Linked DNA regions of Mus musculus: region 2 is linked to region 1. Evidence: chromatin contacts called from public promoter capture Hi-C data. All regions are on one chromosome and are shown on one strand. The core of a region is the stretch at or near the end of the contact, and the rest is flanking DNA. Distances in the headings are between cores, read along the strand shown. Region 1 holds the start of Fbxl5 (F-box and leucine-rich repeat protein 5). Region 2 holds the start of Lcorl (ligand dependent nuclear receptor corepressor-like).

Region 1 (3,334 bases), core at 510-3,009:
ATGAGAAAAATCACAAGGATGCTGGGTGCATCCCTCATTCTTTCTTTATTCTGGTATTCTTGATCCAGCTACTGAGGAAAATCTCTTCATATAGCTCTATGTAACTGGTACACTGAAGTCGGAGTCTATATTCCAAGATGGCTAGAGTGAAAGATTAGGATATAACAAATGAGGGGTTAGCAAATGTCTTTTGAGAATTGTTAAAAATATGGAGGCAAAGCCCTGCTTAAACAGCGGAGAAAAGAAGGGGAAAAGAGGGAAACAGAGAAGGGAACAGAGGAAAGAAGAATAATGGGGTGGAGAGGGAGGGAGAAATCTGTCAAGACTTATCAGTTCTGTAAGCTATTTTTGTTGTTGTTGTTTTCTTTTTCTTTTTCTTCAGTCACCTCTTTGTTCCAACTAATACAGTACACAGGAACAAACTTATCGTCAGATCTAGATACATTTGGCCAGAATTTTATGTACTGATTTGTGAAATCCTGGGCAATGTCTTAATTTCCTTTGTCATAGCTGTTTTCTCTAACATTGTTTACAGGGAGTATTCGTGATGAGGTATTCCTATTAGCACTTCAAAAATACACGTACTCCGTTTTCCTTAAAATCTTATGAAGTAGGTTATTTATTCCCCTCATCTCATTTTACATAAGAGAATACTGCGGTCAGAACACAGAAGTCAGGTCGCTCTCCAAGGTTAGTACAACTAGAGTTTGGTGAAACCATGAACCTAAGCTTCATCTCCAGAGTCTGTTTTCCAGCTCAATTTGCATGTTAATATCAAAAGGTAACCAGAACTAGCTGCACTAATAGAAGTATCTTTTTATTCATTTTCTGAGAGTCTGGTTCCTTTTAACCATTGACATGAATTTGGGGTAGGAAATACAAAGGTGAATAATGTAGCATATCTTCTGCTTACTGTTCAAAGTTTATGGTTGTTGAGAAAACGACACACCCTTCCCAGGTTCTCAGCCTTGCCCGTGTTTCTCCCATTTTTCCACGAATTCTAAAGCCACGGGGTGAGAGCCGGCTCTGATACTTGGGAAAAGTCTACTGGAGGGCTTAGATGAGGACAGGTGACGTGCACTGGCCTTTCTCTAGGCAGTGACCTCATTTATGGCCCTTTCTTCCTGTCTGAGCCTCCTCGGCTTAAAATGGCGGGATTTGTGCTAAGGCTCTCTCCCTACTAGACAGCCATGATGGCTCCCCGCCCCCCCCACCCCCCCCAAACCCCCGCAGGCTCATCTGGCCGCTCTGGGACTGTCGTTCCTGATCTGAGGTGTTGGTCCTCCCTCTGGTGTTTCCAGTTCCCCAGGGCCACCATCCCACTCTGCTCCGTGCCAGGAGGGGTGAGGAGGGGCTGCCAGGTCCCCAGCTCTCAGCCGCAGGGGAGAGGCCATGCTAGGCCCAGAGCCAGCATCCCAGGCCTAGCAAAACCCGAACGAGGCAGCAAAGGCGGCTGAGGGCTCGGCGCGCGCACAGCCCGCCCGTCCAGAGCACGCAGGCTCGATCTGGTCACGCAGGTCCCTGCCTCAAGGCCAGGCACCCGGAGAAGCGCCCTTGAAGACCCTCGCCCTGGGACAGTGCGATTTTTTAAGAGATGTAACGCAAGGGACCAGGGACGACCATGCCCACCGGAGGAGAGAGCTCTGGGCGCCTCAGCGCGCGCGCCGGTCACGTGGGCCGCGGCACCGCATGGCGGCGGCCCGCGCGCCCCCGCGTCACGGCCCCGCGGAACCGCCCGGGCGCGCGCGCCGACGGGGCGGGCGCATGCGCAGGGGGGCGCGCCGCCTCTGCCCCGCGGCGAGGGTGTCTATGGAGAGGCGGCGGCCGCGGCTGCTGAGGCGGACGCTGAGGCAGTGGCGATGGCGCCCTTCCCCGATGAAGTGGACGTCTTCACCGCCCCGCACTGGCGGATGAAGCAGCTGGTGGGGCGCTACTGCGACAAGGTAAAGGAGCGCGGGGCGGAGGGCGGCCGCGGAGGAGCGGCCGGGTTCCGGGAGGCCTGGCCTGCGTGCCTCCCGCAACCCCCGCGTTGGCGCCGCGCGAGCCCGTCGCCCGCGCCCCGGCACCCGCGCGGCTCCCGAACCTTCCCACCGGGGTCCCGGGAGCCCGCGCTGGCCGCGGCCTGGGACGAGCGCTCGCGGGACTGACCTGTGCCGGGGTGAGGGGCGCTCCCGGCCGTCCGGCTCGGCCGCCCGCGGGGTGCCCGCTCCCCGTCCGCAGGCCGCTTCTGCGGTTACTCGCAGCCACAGCACCGCTCGCCCGGTCCCTTCGGGCTCTTTTAGTCGCTCTGCAAACACTGCATCCTCTCTCTGGACCTCTTGACTTGCTTCCTGGCTCCACAGGCAGCGTCTTGCAGCCCCTGGAGCAGGCTTATTTTACCTGCCTGCTTTGCACTGGTTTGGTTCCGTACACAAGCCCGGTACACGGACTGGGAAGACCTGCACTCCTCTTTCCTGGTTACTCTTTTTTTCCTTCCAGTTTTTATTTTTCCTGGATACTTTATTCCTTGTAGAATTTGTTCCTCTGTTGGACTTTTTACTGGAAGCAAATGAGAGGGGCCCCTAGGAAAAGTTGCCTTGCAGTGGAACTCACTTTGGACTTTTAATGGGTGTAGCCGAAGTTGAAGAAGCACTCTTGTGAAGATGAGTTGGGAACCTTTTTCTAATGATGCTGAAAACTCTGAATTGTCACTTTATGTTCGGAAGATCATATATGAGTAAATTCTGGGCAGTCATATGTTTTGCAAAAAAGGTGAACCAAATAAATAGCTGTTAAGTAATTATTAACTTAAACGTAAAAATAAATTGAATTATCAGAGATTACGTGGAATTAGCACCACTATTAACAGCAAACAAGAGTTGTCTTTCAATCTGGAGAGGTGCTAGGAAGGAGGCCAATGTCTTCCCTGGTAGGCCACGGGAAGACCAGCAATTTGAAGTGTAGGATCTTAGCATCTTGGCTGCACAGTCCTCTCCCTCCATTTTGGGAAAAGAAAAACAAACAAACCAATAAACTCAAACCCAGTTAGTCCTAAGCCAGTGGACCTTTAAACACCAAGACCATAGGCTCATGGCTCACACTACTTGGTTGCCCAAGCTTGCTGTTAAAATCCTGATGGCTGAACCCTAACTCAAATTGGAATCTCTGAGCATAGAACCCAGATGTCAAGTACAGTTTAGAGCTCTCAGTGAGAGTGGGGCCCAGCAATGGTGAGTACCACCTTCCCAGGGGAGGCTTAAGGACTGGCTAAGCCTTGAGCAGAAGAGTATGTATACTCGCGGTAGTTCTCATTTAGTGGTTGTGTTGTTTGTAATCTCCCTGCCTTTTGATTTTT
Region 2 (3,334 bases), core at 297-2,796, 2.1 Mb before region 1:
TTCCTTTCAAGTTAGCATGAGCACATACTTTCATTAAGTAACTTTAATCAGACACTTCTAGAAGCTGGGCCATGCTTTTGGGTCCTGTTCTCATGTCTCTTTTGATGGTGCCTGATGAGCTTTCAGATGGAAACAACTATTCCATCTTCCCACTCTAAACTATGGAGATAAGCCACTCCTATTTTAAATTTCAGTTTCTGAACCGCCATCTAGACTATCTCTACTCTACACATCACCTTATTCTAGCCTCCCAAATGATAAGATTGCAAACATATATTCATAAACACATGGCTTCAAACTTCACATTCGAAAATTTCTGATGAAGATGTAATGCTACATTTTTACTTCTGATGCAACAAACGCTGAGCAATAAACTACTCTAAGAAGAAAAAAGAATGATAGATAAGACTATACCACAAGATAGGGCAATACAGAATTGAGAATTTGAGTTCCTAAGAATTAAAATATTTTTTTCCGCAAAGGTGAGTATAAATGCCCAGTAATGTACAGCACTTCTCTGTAAACTCTGGATGGCTTACAAGCTCTTGGTCCCCTGTGACAATACTGACATAAGTGTAGAAATGGCTCTGGTGCAAAAGTTTTTTTTTTTTTTTTAAGTAATTTTAAGTATATACTTAATCAAAAGATTCTCCTCTCCCCAAGGAAGTTTTCTCTAGCACAGAGCAGGATCCATCTATAACAATTACAAAGTGTTAAATCCCATGCAAGGTTAGTTCCCCCGATTTTTGTAACTAATCTCGCTTTTCAAGATCTCTTCGCTTCACAAAACTGATGTCCTCGCACATCTTTTCTGGATGCAGTAGGATGATTGGCAAGCGCTTTCGCTGAAAGTGAAGATAGATGACATTGACCCTGAAAAGTTTCCAGCACTTAAGGAGCTGCCTAGCCCAGCACCGCCAACTCTTGAGGCTTCCACCGTACTCCCCTCTTGGAACTCGAGGAAGCAAGCATTTGGGCGGAGGGAGTTAGAGGCTAAACCCACTGGGGGCAAAACATTAGAAGTCTGGGGCCGAGCTGCTATCTGGAAAAGTGCGAACTGGCTAGGCTAGGAGAGCGCTCAACGCGAGAGGACTACAAAGCCCAGAGGGCACAGCGTCGCTCTCTTGCGCTCCTCTACGGGACCTGCACGCAATGGAGGCTGGGAAATGAAGTCTTCGGACTTCCAGCGCTCCGCGCGAGGGCAGAAGGGAGGCGTTGCTGGTCCGCTCCTTCAGCACGCGGGTTCCTGGCTGGCCTCCGGGTTTCTCGCTCCCGCTCAGGGTTTTCGTGGACGGCGGGAGCAGTATGGCTTGCCTGAGTAAACTCTGGGGGGAGGAGGGGAAGGGAGTGGGTAAGGAGGCGGGGTCAGCGGAAGCGGCAGGTTGCTTCCTTCTCTCCGCGCTCCCTCCCCGCCTCTCCCCGAGGGAGCGGTGGGAGGGGGAGGGGAGGGCAGGAGGAAGGTAGTGACACGTGTCAATCAACCCCCCTCCGGGGGGCGCGCGCTCCGGGGCTCGCGCCGAGGGCTCGCGCCCCTGCCTCGTGCCTGCGCCGCTCGTATGTAAATGAGGGCGCGTGACGCGGGACGCAGATGGACAAGGGAAGAGAGAGAATGGCCGCTGCCGCCGCTGCTGCCGCCGCCGCCGCTGCCGCTCAGTGCCGGAGCCCTCGGTGCGCGGCGGAGAGGAGAGGATTCCGGCGGGAACTCGACTCTTGGCGCCACCGCCTCATGCACTGTGTAGGTAAGAGAGACACGGGCCGGGCCGGGCTCGGCGCCACGGTGCGGCTGCCGGAGGAGTTTGTGGCTGAGGGGTGTAGTTGGAGCTCCGGTTCGGGTCAGTTCAATGGGGAGCGATGGGAGCGGCGGCGGCGGCGGCGCGGCGGCCCCGGCGGCGCCTTTTGTCTCGGGGCTCCCTGCCCGGCGCGGTCCGCGCCCCGCCGCCCGCCTGCCCGGCTCCGAGCTCCCGGGGAACTGTTAGTTCGGACCCACTCTCCGAGCACCCCGCGGAAGCAGCCCGCCCGCTCGTGCTGCCCCGAAACTCCTCGGCGCCCGTCGCCACCCGCCGGTGCCCCTGTCACCGCGGCTCTCCACCGGGGCGGAGGGGACCCTGGAGCGGCGAGCCGGTCCGCGCCCCCGGCCGGGCGCTCACACACCCCCTTCTTGCGGCCCTGGGGCTGGCGGCGAAGACGCTGCCTAGTTCCTGGGACGCGGGACCAGGGGTTGCGGGGCGCTCGCGGGGCGGGGGGCGGGGGGCGGGAGAGGGTCGAGGGGCGATGGGGGCGGCGCCTGAGGGGCGGGGGGCGGCCGCCTCTGCCCTCTTGCGAGTGGCCTCGGATCTGTGTGTACCCCTTTAAGAAGGAGCCGCTCGAGCTGACGGTTGGGATTTGAAGTTCTTCCTCCCTCTTTGGAAGTCTGGACGGATGGGGGGTGTTGCTATGGCGACGGCACCCTCCCCACGCCCCCCCCCCCTTTCCTTGAGGACGCCCCGACGACTCCGGTCCTCTTTTCGCTGTCATGTGATGGACTCGCGTAGCCCTCCCCGCCTCCCATTCCTGTTCAAATGCAGTTCAGTTTTCCGTTTCGGTGGGGTCTGATCGGTTTTGCTTCAAACTTGCGCGCTCCCGGCTGTCATTCAGTGGGCTGCTCCGGGTAGCGGGAAGTACTGGGACTCCCTTACCTTGTTGCGGTCGCTGCTTTTCCTCACTCAGAGTGCGACGTGTGCCCACAGCTGTTACCCAGCAGGTTGGTTCAGTGCAACAGAGGGGCTGCGAGCGGAGGGTGTGCTTCGGCAGGGGTTACGGGGTAGCTTTTGAGGGGAGGAGGTGGGAGTGGAGGCTGGTCGGTGTTAGGAGTGGGTGGTTGCGTCGGTTTTCTTTTCTGACGAGTAGGTGTCAGCCTTTGGAGTTGAGTGTAGTAAGCTCAGTTCCTTGGGAAGACAACTCTCTCCTAACCGTGTTTTCATCTGTTCTTGCGCCACCTCGCGCCCTGTCCCCCTTCCCCATCCCTCGCAGATTTGCTTGGGTAGAGCCCTAAGGTCTGTCTTGTTTTCACTAATCATAGTAGATGAAACCAGATGCAACTCCAGTTCAGTAATGTGCCATACAGAATTATATATATATATATAAGCAGAAGGGAGGGCACTCTGATTTAGGAGCATTTCGGCGATGTTTAAGCAGTTTGCTCTTAAGAGCAGTGTGTCACCTCTCTAAAATGTATTTTGGTTTTATCTGTGGCAAAGTTATATGGAAGCGGGGGTGTGGTGTGGGAAAAAAAAAACAACCCATACTAAATGTGTGTCCGTACTTGTATTTCATGAATGCAAAGTGGATTCGTTTT

Evidence for each region. Capture Hi-C pulls out chosen DNA fragments and counts their contacts.
Region 2: a promoter capture Hi-C map of adipose tissue shows a contact between it and region 1, with 5 times the contacts expected there. The contact joins the promoter of Lcorl here to the promoter of Fbxl5 in region 1. A contact is called at or near these places in 1 of 484 Hi-C or Micro-C datasets (CD4 T cells), 1 of 115 datasets of contacts at active chromatin or transcription factors (astrocytes) and 1 of 9 other capture datasets (adipose tissue).

The regions. Positions count from the first base shown.
Region 1 is chr5:43,780,574-43,783,907 of GRCm38.p6, reverse strand. It overlaps Fbxl5 (F-box and leucine-rich repeat protein 5), which reads left to right and starts at 1,759. Exons shown (of 11, transcript NM_001159963.1): 1 at 1,759-1,943. The coding sequence starts at 1,860.
Region 2 is chr5:45,855,752-45,859,085 of GRCm38.p6, reverse strand. Lcorl (ligand dependent nuclear receptor corepressor-like) reads left to right here and starts at 1,546. Exons shown (of 7, transcript NM_001163073.1): 1 at 1,546-1,739. The coding sequence starts at 1,589.